2 separate regions of the Mus musculus genome follow, and region 1 is linked to region 2. A link is a contact called in public promoter capture Hi-C data. All regions are on one chromosome and are shown on one strand. Each heading gives the region's core, a stretch centred on a gene start, on an enhancer-like site or on the middle of the called end of the contact. The rest is flanking DNA. Distances are from core to core; before and after follow the strand shown. Region 1 overlaps Itsn1 (intersectin 1 (SH3 domain protein 1A)). Region 2 overlaps Itsn1 (intersectin 1 (SH3 domain protein 1A)).

What was found. Promoter capture Hi-C pulls out the DNA fragments that hold promoters and counts their contacts.
Region 1: a promoter capture Hi-C map of hippocampal neurons shows a contact between it and region 2, with 2.0 times the contacts expected there. The contact joins two enhancer-like sites. A contact is called at or near these places in 1 of 39 promoter capture datasets (hippocampal neurons), 1 of 15 datasets of contacts at CTCF or cohesin (large pre-B cells), 3 of 484 Hi-C or Micro-C datasets (bone marrow-derived macrophages, muscle stem cells and nephron progenitors), 2 of 115 datasets of contacts at active chromatin or transcription factors (embryonic stem cells and extraembryonic endoderm stem cells) and 4 of 9 other capture datasets (adipose tissue, embryonic stem cells, liver and 1 more).

What each region holds. Positions count from the first base shown.
Region 1 is chr16:91,894,742-91,902,080 of GRCm38.p6, reverse strand. It overlaps Itsn1 (intersectin 1 (SH3 domain protein 1A)), which reads right to left. Exons shown (of 39, transcript NM_010587.2): 32 at 5,656-5,754; 33 at 2,409-2,576. It overlaps Gm52262 (a long non-coding RNA gene), which reads left to right. Exons shown (of 3, transcript XR_003951963.1): 3 at 4,133-4,635. Among named protein-coding and RNA genes, the nearest start is that of Gm52262, 5.8 kb to the left of the region's middle. Within about 2 kb of position 5,295, at least 34 of the 459 cell types and tissues checked have an H3K27ac peak or open chromatin away from gene starts, as enhancers often do. A contact at or near this core is called in hippocampal neurons, where this site is marked.
Region 2 is chr16:91,752,169-91,758,817 of GRCm38.p6, reverse strand. All of the region lies in intron 1 of Itsn1 (intersectin 1 (SH3 domain protein 1A)), which reads right to left. Among named protein-coding and RNA genes, the nearest start is that of Itsn1, 26 kb to the right of the region's middle. Within about 2 kb of position 1,932, at least 19 of the 459 cell types and tissues checked have an H3K27ac peak or open chromatin away from gene starts, as enhancers often do. A contact at or near this core is called in hippocampal neurons, where this site is marked.

The DNA.
Region 1 (7,339 bases), core at 4,046-6,545, 140 kb before region 2:
GGGCCAAGGCTACAGACCTTCAGAGCATACATAGCCTCATCCAGCGTGGTCGCCCTCTACCCTATGCCTTGTGGCCTATTGTTCATCCACACTCCTTACCAGAGTGCTGGTGTGGCTGGGCTTTGAGCTCATAAAACATCCCTGATTCTGTTCTGGACACACCTCATGATTCTTCATACTTAATCTTATTTATCCATTTTATCAGCTTCCCTCATGATCATAATCTCTTCAAATGTAGGAGCCACATCATTTTATTATTTTATTTTATTTTATTTTATTTTATTTTATGTGTATGACGGTTTTGGTTTTGCCTGTGTGTCTGTGCACTACATGCACACCTTCTATCAGTGGAAATCAAAAGAAGGTGTCAGGTCCCCTGGAACCAGAGTTACCGGTACTTGAGACCCACCATGTGGACATTCAAAACTGAACTCTGGGTCCTCTATAAGAGCAACCAGTGCTCTCAGCTGCTGAGCCATCTCTCTAGACCCTGAGGGGTGTGTGGGGGCAGTCATGATCTTTCTTTCTCTCTCTTTAAAATGCACTTGGGATTGGGTGTTGAACAGGGACATATGAGCAGAAAGTAAATGATCTCTTGTGTGTATGAGCGAATGAGCCAGCCAAGGAAAGGTTGTCCCGGGTTCTAAACTGAGAAGCCATAGCTGGCACCTCAGCTTCTGCAGGGGCTGCTCAGAGCTTAGCTTGCACACACCCTCACTGAAGCAGGTAGGAGGTAGGGAGGGGAGGGGAGGAGAGGAGAGGGCCAGGTGCTCTCCATGCCGGAAGTGCCCTTGGAATTTAGAAGAGGGGAAATCCACAGGGAAGAAAGACAAGAGAAAAACACTCTGCCTGGGTGTTTTGGAAAACTCTAGCAATTGTATATAGACATGCATGCATGTGTGTTCACATCTGTATCTGCACACCTGTGTAATCTGGTACAGAGAAAACAGGCAGAAAAGAAGAGAGTGGAGGTTGAGAGACAGGAAGAGTAAAAGACCAACAAAGACTCCTGGGTGGGAGAAGCCAGAGGACTCACCAACGCAATGTTCAAAAGAGTAAAATGGGGCTGGAGACTGACTGCTCTTCCAAAGGTCCTGAGTTCAAATCCCAGGAACCACATGGTGGCTCACAACCCCCTGTAAAGGGATCTGACGCCCTCTTCTGGTGCATCCGGAGACAGCTATAGTGTACTTATGTATAATATAATAAATAAATCTTTGGGCCGGAGTGAGCAAAGGTCTTAAAAATTCAATTCCCAACAACCACATGAAGGCTCACAACCATCTGTACAGCTACAGTGTACTCATATACATAAAATAAATAAATAAATCTTTAAGAAAAAAAGGAGTAAAATATAAAACCCTTTGAAAATGCAAGCTAATATAAAAAATAATAAACTAAGAAGAAATGTGCAGATCCTTAAACCAGAATGAAAATGAAGTTATTAGAAGATCAAACGCCAAAGACGATATTGGCGTCAGCCCTAAGTTGCCCTTTGGACCTGGTGACACTGAGCCCCACTGTGTGGCAGAGTAAAGACAGATGAATCCCAGGCTGAGACGCTGGACTCAGCAGGGTGACTCTCCACAAAGAAAAGCAAGGAGACCTGGTGCTATGTGGAGGCAAATATGCTGCCCCGACCCCGTGACCGCCAGGTGGCTCTCATACAAGACCACCGCTGTAATTCCCTCATGCGATGTGACCCTCAAACTCTCTCTAAATATTAATTTGGAGTGGCCCGGGTAGCAATCCGCTCAGGGAAAATGCAAGTTCAAACAGCAAAGACTCACACAGGGGGAGAGCTTCAAAAAACACTTACGGTAAAACAAATAAATAAAATCCTAAGGCAGGAGCTGAGAGTGTGGCTCAGTAAAATAGTACTTAACCAGCATGCAGGAGGTTCGGTGGCTAATCTAGAAACAGAAATCACTGCTCATACAGAAAAGGAATGGATGAGGGTGTGAGCTAACAAACAACACACAGATGACTATGACCCGCGACCTCAGGTACTGGGACTGTCAGATGTTAAAATACACACAAATATGTTTAAAGTGTGTTAGAGGAAGAGGAGGAGGGAGAGGAGGAGGGAGAGGAGGAGGGAGAGGAGGAGGGAGAAGAGAAGGAGGGAGAGAGAGGAAGAGGAGGAAAAAGGAAGAAGAGGAAGAAAGAAACATGAACATTTGAACAGGATACACAAAAGAAACCAGGACATTTGAAAAAAAAAAAATTGGCAATAGGAAGTAATATACTTGAATTAAAACTGCTCATCAGTTGTATTAACGAGCGGGAGAGAGCCCTGCTGGGAGAATAAGCACTGGCTAGAGAGGGAAGTGAAAGATCTGCCTCATCCCTGCTCTGCTGGCTGCCAGCACCGGGAGGGGTCCAGGTCCCGCCCAGTAGGTGGCTACCTCAGAAAGGCCTTCACACTGCACGTGGGCTTGGATCCACTCCAGCCGGTCTGAGTTCTCCTTCTCTCGAACTCCCTCGTTCACCTGGGAGCATAGCTCCTCCGCCTTTTCCAGGGCATGCTTCAGGTGGCTGTGGTCTGGATGGTTCTCGGGAGTGTTTTCCAGGATCTGTACAGAAGACAACAGCCTTGTCAGGACACTTCCCTCAGTGTGGATGGTCCTGGGCCCGTTGTCATGGAAACCACAGTGTTCTCCTGCATGGTGCCCACCGTAGCTGTGGCCCAGGGTGTCATGGCCACGGCTTGTTGGCAGCAGTGAGCAGCCTCAGGCTCAGTGAGGGCTACACTTTGCTGTGGGAAGGCAGTGAGTGGCCTTGCCCTTGGGCCTTCAGCCCACTCCCAAACCCTTGAATGTCCCAGCACAAACTCTGTATAACCTGTCCTTCAGAATGGTGGCTTCTAGCATGGCCACTAAACCACACACAGAGACATCCCAGATCTTAGGTAGCATGCAGAACAACAGGGCAGCAGAAGGGACTCAGTCTCTCCTCAAAAACCTTCTCCTATTTCACAGAACAAGCAACTCAGCCAGAGAGCAGGAGGACGAGCCAGGCGCCCTGCTGGCAGCCAGCAGCTGCTCTTCTCCGGCTCACTTACCCGAGGGAGCCAAGGATGAGATCCTGGTGTTGGAACTGAACAGTACTCCGTTAACTCAGGAGTGAAGGTTTAGGAGAAGGCAGGGTACCTTTGGGTGAGCAGGACAGGTGCCCTACGCCACGTGCTCGTGTGCCCTGAGAGCACGCAGAGCCACTGATGCCTGTGCACCCTGGAAATCAATTAGGATGGCTCCCCTGCTCACATATGTGTGTTTCGTCCATGTGTGAGAGCATGCGACGGTTTGTATTTGCTTGTGCTAGGGAGTGGAACTATTTGGAGTTGTGGCCTTGTTGGAGTAGGTGTATCACAGTGGGCGTGGGCTTTGAGACCCTCATCCTAGCTACCTGGAAGTTAGTCTTCCACTAGCAGCCTTCAGATGAAGATGTAGAACTCTCAGCTCCTCCTGCACCATGCCTGCCTGGATGCTGTCCTGCTCCCACCTTGATGATAATGGACTGAACCTCTGAACCTGTAAGCTGCCCCAATTAAATGTTGTCCTTTGTAAGACTTGCCTTGGTCATGGTGTCTGTTCACAGCAGCAAAGTCCTAACTTAGACAGGACACATGCGTATGTAAGTGTGTGGGCCCATGAGTGGAGGGCAGAGGACAAACTCAGCTGTCATCTCTCAGGAGCCATCTTCCTTGTTTGTGAGACAGAATGTTTTAATGGCACGCAGGGCTCACCAATCAGGTGAGGGTAGCTAGGATTCCCTCCATCTCTGCTGTCCAGCGCTGAAGTAGACCACCATGTCTACTTTTTTACATAGGTACCGACATCCCATGCACTCCACTGGCCAAGCCACCTCCCTAGCCCCCAAATACGTTTTTCTGTGTGTTCTGTTGTTTGTTTGTTTTTAACCCTGAGCAGACCTGTTCTAGCCAAATGCCACAGCATATCCCTTATCAGGCTGTTTGCAGGGCTGGGTATCCATCCAGGATGGGGCGTGCAATGAATTAAATAGTTTAAAATAGTTTTCATAGTACAAACCTACCATGTTTACTTAATCACTTTTCTTACTGAACATGTGTCCTGGATTAAATTTTTCTTTTATATTGTTATAACTCTAGGTCTAGGACCAGGAAGATGGCTGACTGGCCATGTGAAAGCACTCGTCATGCAACCATGAAAACTGAGTTCAACCCATGGGACCCATGGTGGAGGAGAGAACTGACTCTTGAAGTTAAATTGTTCTCCGATTGTCACCTGTGTGCCATGGTAACGAGCCCTGGGTTCCCAGTACTCACATGTGGGCTCAACCATCTGACACTCCAGTTCCAGGGCATCCAATGCCCTCTTCTGGCCTCTGGGGGCACCAGGTATCCAGACACACATGCAGGCAAAATTCCACACAGCAAATAAAAATAAGTCCTTAAAAGGCTTAGTTATGGGCTGGCGAGATGGCTCAGTGGTTAAGAGCACTGACTGTTCTTCCGAAGGTCCCGAGTTCAAATCCCAGCAACCACATGGTGGCTCACAACCATCTGTAACGAAATCTGATGCCCTCTTCTGGAGTATCTGAGGACAGCTACAGTGTACTTATATATAATAAATAAATAAATCTAAAAAAAAAAAGGCTTAGTTATCATACTTTCCCCAATCTGTGTTCAGTTGCCCGCCCTCGGTTCTTTCCTTAGATACTTCATGGAGCAAGAACTGTGCTCTAACGATACTAGTTTGTGTTTTCCTTCTAAATACTTATGCCTCTTGGTTCTTGATTTTTCGTTTTCTCCCTGTTGGTTAAACTCACTACAAAGGCTTGTTTCCAGAGTCGGCACATAATTAAACATAGAAGTTAATAAGGGAAGACACTTCACGAATGAATGAAATCAGGGAATCCGTCACTGTATGGTGTTGGGTGGAGCTGGGTCGGGCTGAGGCTTATGTGGAAGGGAGATTGGTTACACATGAGGAGCCTGATTAAATTTGTGCAGTTTGTGTGTACATGTGTGTGTATGAGAGAGAGAGAGAGAGAGAGAGAGCAGACAGTCACATGCCAGAATAGCCATGAGCATATCTGCACCCACAGCTAAGTTTCTGAACACCATTCTCAGATAAAGGAACTGATTTCTACTTCCCAGCACACTTTTGTCTTTTGTTCTAAGGCTCAGAGGGCAGCTGAGCCGGCGTGGATATGGAAACACTCGTTCTATTTTCTCTGGAACTAGCTTTCTTGAAAGGACAGGAGAAAAAAAGGCATCTGGTACAGGGAGGAGCAACAGGGAGCAGCCTTCCCAAGACAGTGGTAGGGACCAGGCCTCTCTCTCTCTCTCTCTCTCTCTCTCTCTCTCTCTTTGTGTGTGCGTGTGTTGCTCCAAATTCTGCGCACAGGCACCATGCCAGCTCTGGGAAAGCATCAAGAACAAATCTCTCATTCCCTGGCTTCGAAGCCACTTGGTTGCCATCTGAAGGCTGTATTTTATTAGTCTTTTTCACGCAAAACATTTTTTCCCCTCCCAGTTACCAAGCAGATGGCTTCAGCACCATATGGACACATGACTTCCACACGTCAGCTCCCAGGTGCACTGGCTAGGGACTCTGTCCCGCCTCCAGCCTCCCTTGGCTGGTGAAGGCACAGGGGGGCCACACTTACGTTTTTAATGATCAGCGGGTATCTTGTGACACGCTGCATAGGCTTCAGTATAAAGCTGGACAGAGGCATTCCTTTGCACCGAGGGTCCATTGCCAGTCTCTGAAAGAGGAGATGGTATTTTTTTTTAAAATGTGGTTCAGAAATCCGCAAAATGCAAAGCCAGTAACATTACATTTTTTCATTTAGGACTCCCTGCCTATTACCCATCCACCTGGAGAGTGGCTGAGCTGCCTGGAGTTGGAAGGCCTTGTCCAGCTGTCATAATCCAGGCTGAGGCGGTATGTAGAGGGAGGACGGGACCCTGGATAGGACCTACCCGCAGCCTGCCTGCATACCTTCTGTGAAAGGACATTCTGATTTCAGAATTTCTTCCAGATGTCTGAAAACCTTCATGATATGCCAGGGATCCAGAAGAGTCAAAAGACTATTCAATGAGAGTAAAAACCCCACTAAGTGCCAGAGAAGCAGAAGGACTAATATTATAATTCTCTCATTCAGGGTGTAGCCTGCACAGGCTTCAGTGACCCCAGACAGGGCTGCATCGTGGAGCAGAGACCCGAGGGCTAAAGCTCCAGTCTCTGCCAATTTGTCTTCGCCAGTGGCTCTCGGTATCTTTCTTCTTACTTCATTTGAAGTAAGCATGTATTTGGTGTTTATGTGTGTACATGTGTGCACACGTGTGTGTGTGCACATGTGGGTGTGTTTATGTGTGAGCTGGTTCTCTCCTACTTTTCTGTAGGTGCTGGGATTGGAAAGTGCCTTACCCCGAATCATCCTCCCAACCACCCAGCTTCCCAACCACTTTTACCAACTGTATTAATGCCTCTAGTGGATAAGAGTCCTTCTACTGGCAAAAAAAAAAAAAAAAAAAAATCCTTCTCTCCCATCAGCAAAGAGTGGGGTCCTGTTTAAAGCCGGTTTAGGCACAGGTATCTGGAGTTCTGACATCCAAACCATCAGCCCTTGGCCCTGATGTCAATTTTTGGATGCCGCCATCTTGGAAACACAGGAGGAGAGTGAAACAGTTCTAGTGAGAAGGAGGAGGGACCGCAAGCCCCTGGCCTGGGCTTCCATCAGCCTGCCCCAAAGTTGAAACAGGGAAGGACTGCTGGCAGCCCGGCACTGCCCTCTGCCTCTGTCTCAGCCTCGGTCACTTCTCAGCCTTCATTCCCACCACAGATATCTCAGCCACCTCATTCATTGGTTAGCATAGAAAATCCCTCAACTCAGAGAAACACCTGAGCTTCACACAGAGCACTGCACTTATGGGAGGCTCTGACCAAGAAGATGCCGCAGAGATACCTCACTGTCATGATTCCTGAGGTGAGCATGGCCACCCCCAAAAGTCTGAGGCACAGTCATGCTGTTTACTTAGCAAAAGATGCTTAACCCACTGTGGCATCTCATACCGAATCCAATGGAAAGGCCAGAGTTCACGCCCACGATCTTCCGTTGGGAAAGGCGTTATGATGTCTAAGCTTGACACACCTGGGAAAGGGGAGCCTCAGCTGAGGCACTGTCTCATCAGATTGGTCTGTGGGACAATGTTTTACATCACTAACTGATGTAGAAGGCTGGGTGCCCTCTGGGCAGCAGAACCTCTTAGCAGGTAGGTGGGAACTAAGAAAGGTGGCTGAGTCTGAGCCCGAGGGCCAGCCAGTAAGGAGCATTTCCTCTAAGATCT
Region 2 (6,649 bases), core at 683-3,182:
AATCACATGGCTGCCTTCTTCTCCATTCCGGCTTCCACTTTCCAACTCTCTGGTTATTTGCATTCTAACCATGAAAATCTGTATGAATTTTTGGTTAAGTGAATGGTCCATGAGGAGAAAAAGTCAGAGAAAGGGCAAATTAAAATTAATCTTATGGTAGTTGTTGATAAAGGCCAGTATTGTGGGAGGCAGAGACAGAACAATTTCTGTGAGTACTAGGCCAGCATGGTGGTCTATATACTGAATCCTTGCCTCAAAAGATAAAATAAAATTTTAAAAAAGTAAAAATCATCAACAAAGTTCTAAATTAAATGATCACACTGACCATAAATGTAGACAATGCTCTAACAGCGTATGAAGAAAAGAGAGATAATAGACAACAAATAACCAAGACTGTTACAGAGACACTCTAAGCAGCCAGAGCACAGGCTTTGCCATGCTTGTATTTGATGCACATATATTTTCCCAATTATCTATAGTTGGTAAATTTTTAAAGAAAACAGCTGGGCGTGGTGGTGCATGCCTTTAATCCCAGCACTTGGGAGGCAGAGGCAGAGGCAGGCGGATTTCTGAGTTCGAGGCCAGCCTGGTCTACAGAGTGAGTTCCAGGACAGCCAGGGCTACACAGAGAAACCCTGCCTCGAAAAAAAAAAACAAAAAAAAAAAAACAAAAAAAAAAAAAAAAAAGGAAGAAAGAAAGAAAGAAAGAAAAGAAAACAGAGAGAGGCTGGAGAGATGGCTCGGCATTTAAGAGCACTGACTGCTCTTCCAGGTCCTGAGTTCAGTTCCCAGCAATGGAATGAACATGGTGGTTCACAACCATCTGGAATGGGATTCGATGCCCTCTTCTGGTGTGTCTGAAGATAGCAATAGTGTACTCGTATACATAAAATAAATAAATCTTTTTTTAAAAAAGGAGAATGGGAGGAAAGGAAGCATGCACAAATGTACACACATGCACATACAATTTTTGTCATGCTGAACATTTTATATATAAAACATAGATACTTATTAAGGAAGCACTCTGTAAAACTGTCCCAAGCTAAGTGACCTACCAAATATGAAAATACTTAACTTCCTTCCTTGCTATTTGTAGGAATCTTTGTCTTCATCAACAAGCATTTGTTATGCAGCTACCATGCTCTAGATCCCGTGTCTGCAGACACCCCGGTAGTAGTAATAAAGACACAATTATTCAGCCGGAGAGATTGAGTACTGTCCTGGCCCAAGGCCTGAGTTTGGTTTCTAATAGCCATGTTGGGTAGACTACAACCACCTGTGACCCCAGGACTGATAGACCTCAGAGTGCTGTGACCTCTGGCACCTGTACTCATAGTATGCGTACACACCAAAGTATATACATATGCACATACACATACAAAATTTAAAATCAGTAAGTAATTTTAAAAGGTATAACTAGTGAAGTTCTTCCGCACAGTACTAGAAAAAGCAGGCTAAGGGCCACCAAGCCACACCTCTCGTTGACTACCCTTCAAAAATCCTTTCAGAATGTCAGTACCTCCAAATGCAACTACAAGCAGACAGTGTTATGAAAAACATCTGCTATCAGTACATTCCTACAGAATTAAATTCTTGTCTGTGGGGCACGTGTGCGATCATATGATTTGCCTCTAGCTCAGGAAGTATGCGGAGAAAGGCAAAAAAAGCATGGAGAGCCAATGAGAGGCCATGCCATCCTGTGCTCTGGAGTGGTATCCACAGAAGGCCCTGGCACAAGAAATAAGCTCATGTTGAAAGCTGGCAATTTGAGGGTGGGTGCTGCAAGACTGCTTAGCAACCGCCGAATCAAAACAACGTAGAAAAGATAGAAGCTGACTCTGAAGTCCCCAGGTAATGGGCTTACACTCCGGTCTCCAAAGCCTGGGAAGGTCCCTTTGCTGAACTCTGGGCATGTGGAAGCTCAAGCAGGCCAGTAGCATGATGGGACCTCAGAACAAACCCTGGACTCATGGCCCCAAGGGGAACACTGAGAGCAGTGCAGAGGAGCGCTGCCCAGAGTGCGACAGTCTCATCTACCTTCCCATGGTGGGGACAAAAGTCCACAAAAGCAACCTTAGGAAGGAAGGGTTTATGCCAAATTAGGTTCGAGGTGTACAACTGAGATGAATTTCACATAAACAATAACCAAAAATTAAAATTGAAATTGACTTGGGACTCATGCCAGACTCCACTACAGCTCAGCGGCGGCAGTCTTGTGTGCCAGTAAAAGAGGTAGGTAGCACTGAGTCATGGTGTAGACAGCTTACTAAAGAACAAAGCAACAACACAATGTGAAAACACATGCATGCAGCCTAGGGCAGCATGGTTAGGCACACAAAGAACAAACCAGTCATATATCTACATTATATAGGTACACAGATGTGCTGCCTTGGAATTCAGGAAGCACTTAAAAATAGTAAAAATAACATGGTATAATCTCATAAGCTTCCTAATTATAGGATAAAACTCTAGACTGCAATTCAGAAATAAAGAAAGCATAATCTTGGTGTATTAGTCAGGGTTCTCTAGAGTCACAGAATTTATGGAATATCTCTACATTGAGGGAATTTACTGTGATAACTTACAGTCTGTAGTCCAACTAACCCAACAGTGGTCAGCTGTGAATGGAAATCCAAGAATCTAGTAGTTGCTCAGTCCCACAAGGCTGGTTGTTTCAGCTGGCCGTCTTCTATAGAAGTAGATTCCAACAGATGTGCTAGCAAGCAAGTGAAGAGAGAGCCTTTCTTCTTCCAAAGCCCTTACGCAGGCCTCCAGCAGAAGGTGTGGCCCAGATTAAAGGTGTGTACCACCATACCTAGATCTGGGATTTGCTTTGTCCTAGAGGCTGGTTTGCCTTAGTCTCCTTGGATTAAAGGTGTGTACTACCTTGCCTGGGCCGAAGCTTTCATGGCAACCTGCTTCAATCTGGATCTTGAGAAAAAAGCATGTGCCATCCTATGTCAAGATCCGGGTCACAAACCTGTGTCTTGCAGCCCCAAGACCTGGACCACAGGTGTGCCCTCCATTTCTAGATTGTGGTTCATTCCACTTGTAGTCAAGTTGACAACCAAGAACAGTCATCACACTTGGGCAGAAAATATTTAAAATTATTCATGCTTGTCTGTTTGGGTTAGAAATTGCCACATGGGCTGGGCGTAGTGGCGCACGCCTTTAATCCCAGCATGCAGGAGGCAAAGGCAGGTGGATATCTGAGTTCGAGGCCAGTCTGGTCTACAGAGTACAGAGTGAGTTCCAGGACAGCCAGGGCTACACAGAGAAACCCTGTCTCGCAAAACCAAAAAAAAAAAAAAAAAAAAGAAATTGCCACATTATCAATGGACTTATGAAACAAAGTATTGACGGCACTCAAATTAAAAATGCTCTAGTGCTCTCTTTTATATTCTTAGATTAAGGCTTTGAGTGTAAATGAACTTCTGAACTCTGTCAACCAAGAAAAACGGTCTGAAAGCAGACCCCCCACTGATGCTCAAGATGGAGAAGCTGAGCCTGAAGGTGTAGTTCTGTGGTGGAAGGCTTGCCCAGCAAGTGCTGATTAAACCAGGAACAGGACCCAAAGGTAACCTGTGCTACTCTCACATAGTAAGAGAGGAGGTGCTGGCGAGGTACCAGGCTGATGCCAGGCTTCACAGACTGGCATCTACCGGAAGGAGTGGTAAACCACGTGATCATGTGACATACAGAGAACTAATGCAAAGAACAGATATGATAACAAGGTGGACGACTAGTCATTTCCACGATCTGAGAGGCCAGGAAAAGCAGAGAAGACGTTAGGAGTAGTTTCTGAGATGTTCTGGAGAAGTTTCAGCCAATGCAAAGACCCCAAGAAGCCAGCTCCAGAGACAAAGGCCATTTGGCTGACACAAGCAAAGTAGACAAGGGGCTGCAGAGAGAAGCCAGACAAACACAGACCTCAGTCTTTATTTGAGGTGTAACGAAAACCTCTAAGATGATTTAAGAAGGGAATGCCACCACCATTTACAGTGCAGAAGCTGCTCTATTGACAAGAGGAGCTGGGGGAATCCCCGAGGAGACCTCAGCAGATAGATGCTACTGTGGTGCCTAGGACCGATGTCTTAGAAAGATGAGCTTCAGCAGAAAGACTGCAAGACTGCTTACATGCATGGTAGCATTGACACAGTGTGAGAGGGAGGGAGAGAGAGAGAGAGACAGAGAGACAGAGAGACATTCAGAAAGAAGGGATAGCCATAAAGGCATGGCATGGTAGCTAGTCCATGCCTGCAGTCATAATATTCAGGAGCCTGAAGCAGGAGGATCTGGAGGTCAAGATGCTCTTCAGCTGCACACTGAGCTAGAGGCCAGCCTGGACTAGATAAAGTTTCCAAAAAACAAACCAAACAAACAAAACAATGGTCATAATGGTGCCAGTGGGCGATGGCAGCCCACTTCCTAGGGGGCACGGATTAGGGATTCACAAGTTCTGCCTGTGAATTAGGTTGTGTTTGGTCCCAAGAGCTGCAGTGACGTCCCTACACTTGCCCTCTCTCCGTCCTGTTTCTCCCCCATGGCTTTCTCAGGATTCCCAGCATCCCTTAGAGCTTACTTATTTCGACCTTCACCTGAACCTGCTGGTTTACAGAGCTTGATAAATTAAAGATAATGGAACACTGAAACATGTAAGCTATATTCACTCCTAATAAACTTACTTGCTTATACTAGCATAAATTAGAGATGGCTTAAAGATTTCATTGGGAGAAAAAACGAAGCTATTGGAGTGTAGTAAAAGAAAGTCCAGGTTAATAATATCTATAAAATCTTGGAGTGAGAATATTCTTGGTTCTTTTAGCACCAAGGCAAGAGTCATAAAAATGGAAAATAATGGTGTTATTAGGTGTGGGAATATAAATCCACTTACCACTGTATTTAAACAAGTAAGGGGGTTTTGTTGTTCTGAAATGGAGTCTCACTACATAGTGTAAGCTAATGTTAAACTTAAGTAAACCCACGTCGACCTCCTGCATTGGCCTCCCACACAGCTTGGGAAACAGGCACATGCCATCATAGTGAGTGATTCACGAATTTTAAAAAATAAAATTTTTTGAATATTTGAAGCATGTATCATAAGAATTAATATTTTTAAACATAAGAAGCTCATAAGTTTAAAAACAAAAAAGGTTAACTACCTAAAACGTGATAAGAGCAGAAATTCAAAAAATATGTAAGTAACACAGGAGTTGGGGGGAAGTTTCAAAATTACATGATATTAAAATATATTGCAAGAAAAAATGATGCTCTAATCCTCAAGAGTCAGGGCGCTGGATCTCAGTGGAGATATGGGATGAGACTCACTCGGAAATGGACTACGGGAGGGAAATGGCGCCGCCCATGCTGATGCCCTCACCACCTGCTTTTAATTTGCTGAGTTAGGAAAAACTTCATTTTCTAACATAACATACAGGGTGAAAATCACCCAAAATGTAACTGAAAAGTACTGCCAAGACATACAGTGTGTTTAGAGGAGCCACATCCTCTCGTGCAGAACACACTCAGGGTCCTTTCAACACTGCGCATACAGCCCTTCTTTCCCTCTAATCTAGCAGAGGCACAGAACTGTGAGGCTACACTGTCTCTAAATCTGACGTCTCCATGGCCAGGACCATCACTGTCTGTCTGCTCATACAGTATCACCATCAAAAGGAATTCCTTCTTTTCAGATTCCAAAGCCAACTCTTTACAGTTCTATTGCTGTTGGGGAAAACAAAGAGATTCTTCCCCTAAGCACAGTGTCCTCTTCATATTATTATGTCTAGTCTCTTCCACACCAGCCTAGGGGTTCTCAAAATCTGGTGCCCAGAGCAAAAGTACTAATGTTAATAGAGAACTTTCCAGAAGTGCAAACTCTTGGGTCCCATTATAGGTCCAGCGGATGGATCCTGCTGGTGTCTGAGAGCACCTGTTCAATCCACAGGCCTTGCTCCGGCCTTCCAAGTCCAGAAAGTTTCCCAACATGCAAATCACATTTTACAGTCTTTTCCCAAAATTCCAACAATAACACGGTAATTCATTCAAAGAGGCTGAGCCACAGAACCTTGAACAGCTGAAAAACTTCTGAAACAAGAACAAAAGCACAGAGAAGCAGCATCATACCTCAGTGGTGTCGGAGAGTTAGAGCCAGTGCGTCCTAGAGCCATGGCTTCAGGCCTTCAGCAGCTCCGGAGGCATCCCAACACATCTGGCTTCCTCAGACACTAGCTACAGAGCTATGTAATTACAGTCAAAGGCAGGGCTACACAACCAAACATTCAACCAACAAGATTCCTGACTAATGACAAGGTGCCGGCTGTATCTAGGGAGAAGTACAACAATCAGGTGTGAAAGACACTTCAGAAATAGTTCATTTTTCATAAGTGAGCCCACTTAGGGCTAGGTCTGCTGAGGTTTGCTGTGCTCACTCACATAGTTCTTTACACAGGGTGAGTTATCCTAGAACTAAAATACAGCCATGATAAACATGAAGCAAAGTGTATTTGCTGTCCAACACCAAAAATGCCAACCGCAAACGTGTCACATTTGTTTGCTAAAAAGCACTGGTGATGAGCAACTGAGATAGATGTGCATGCTTGCCTCAGTCTGCGGCCACTTGCAGACAGGAACAGGTGCATTAGTTAGT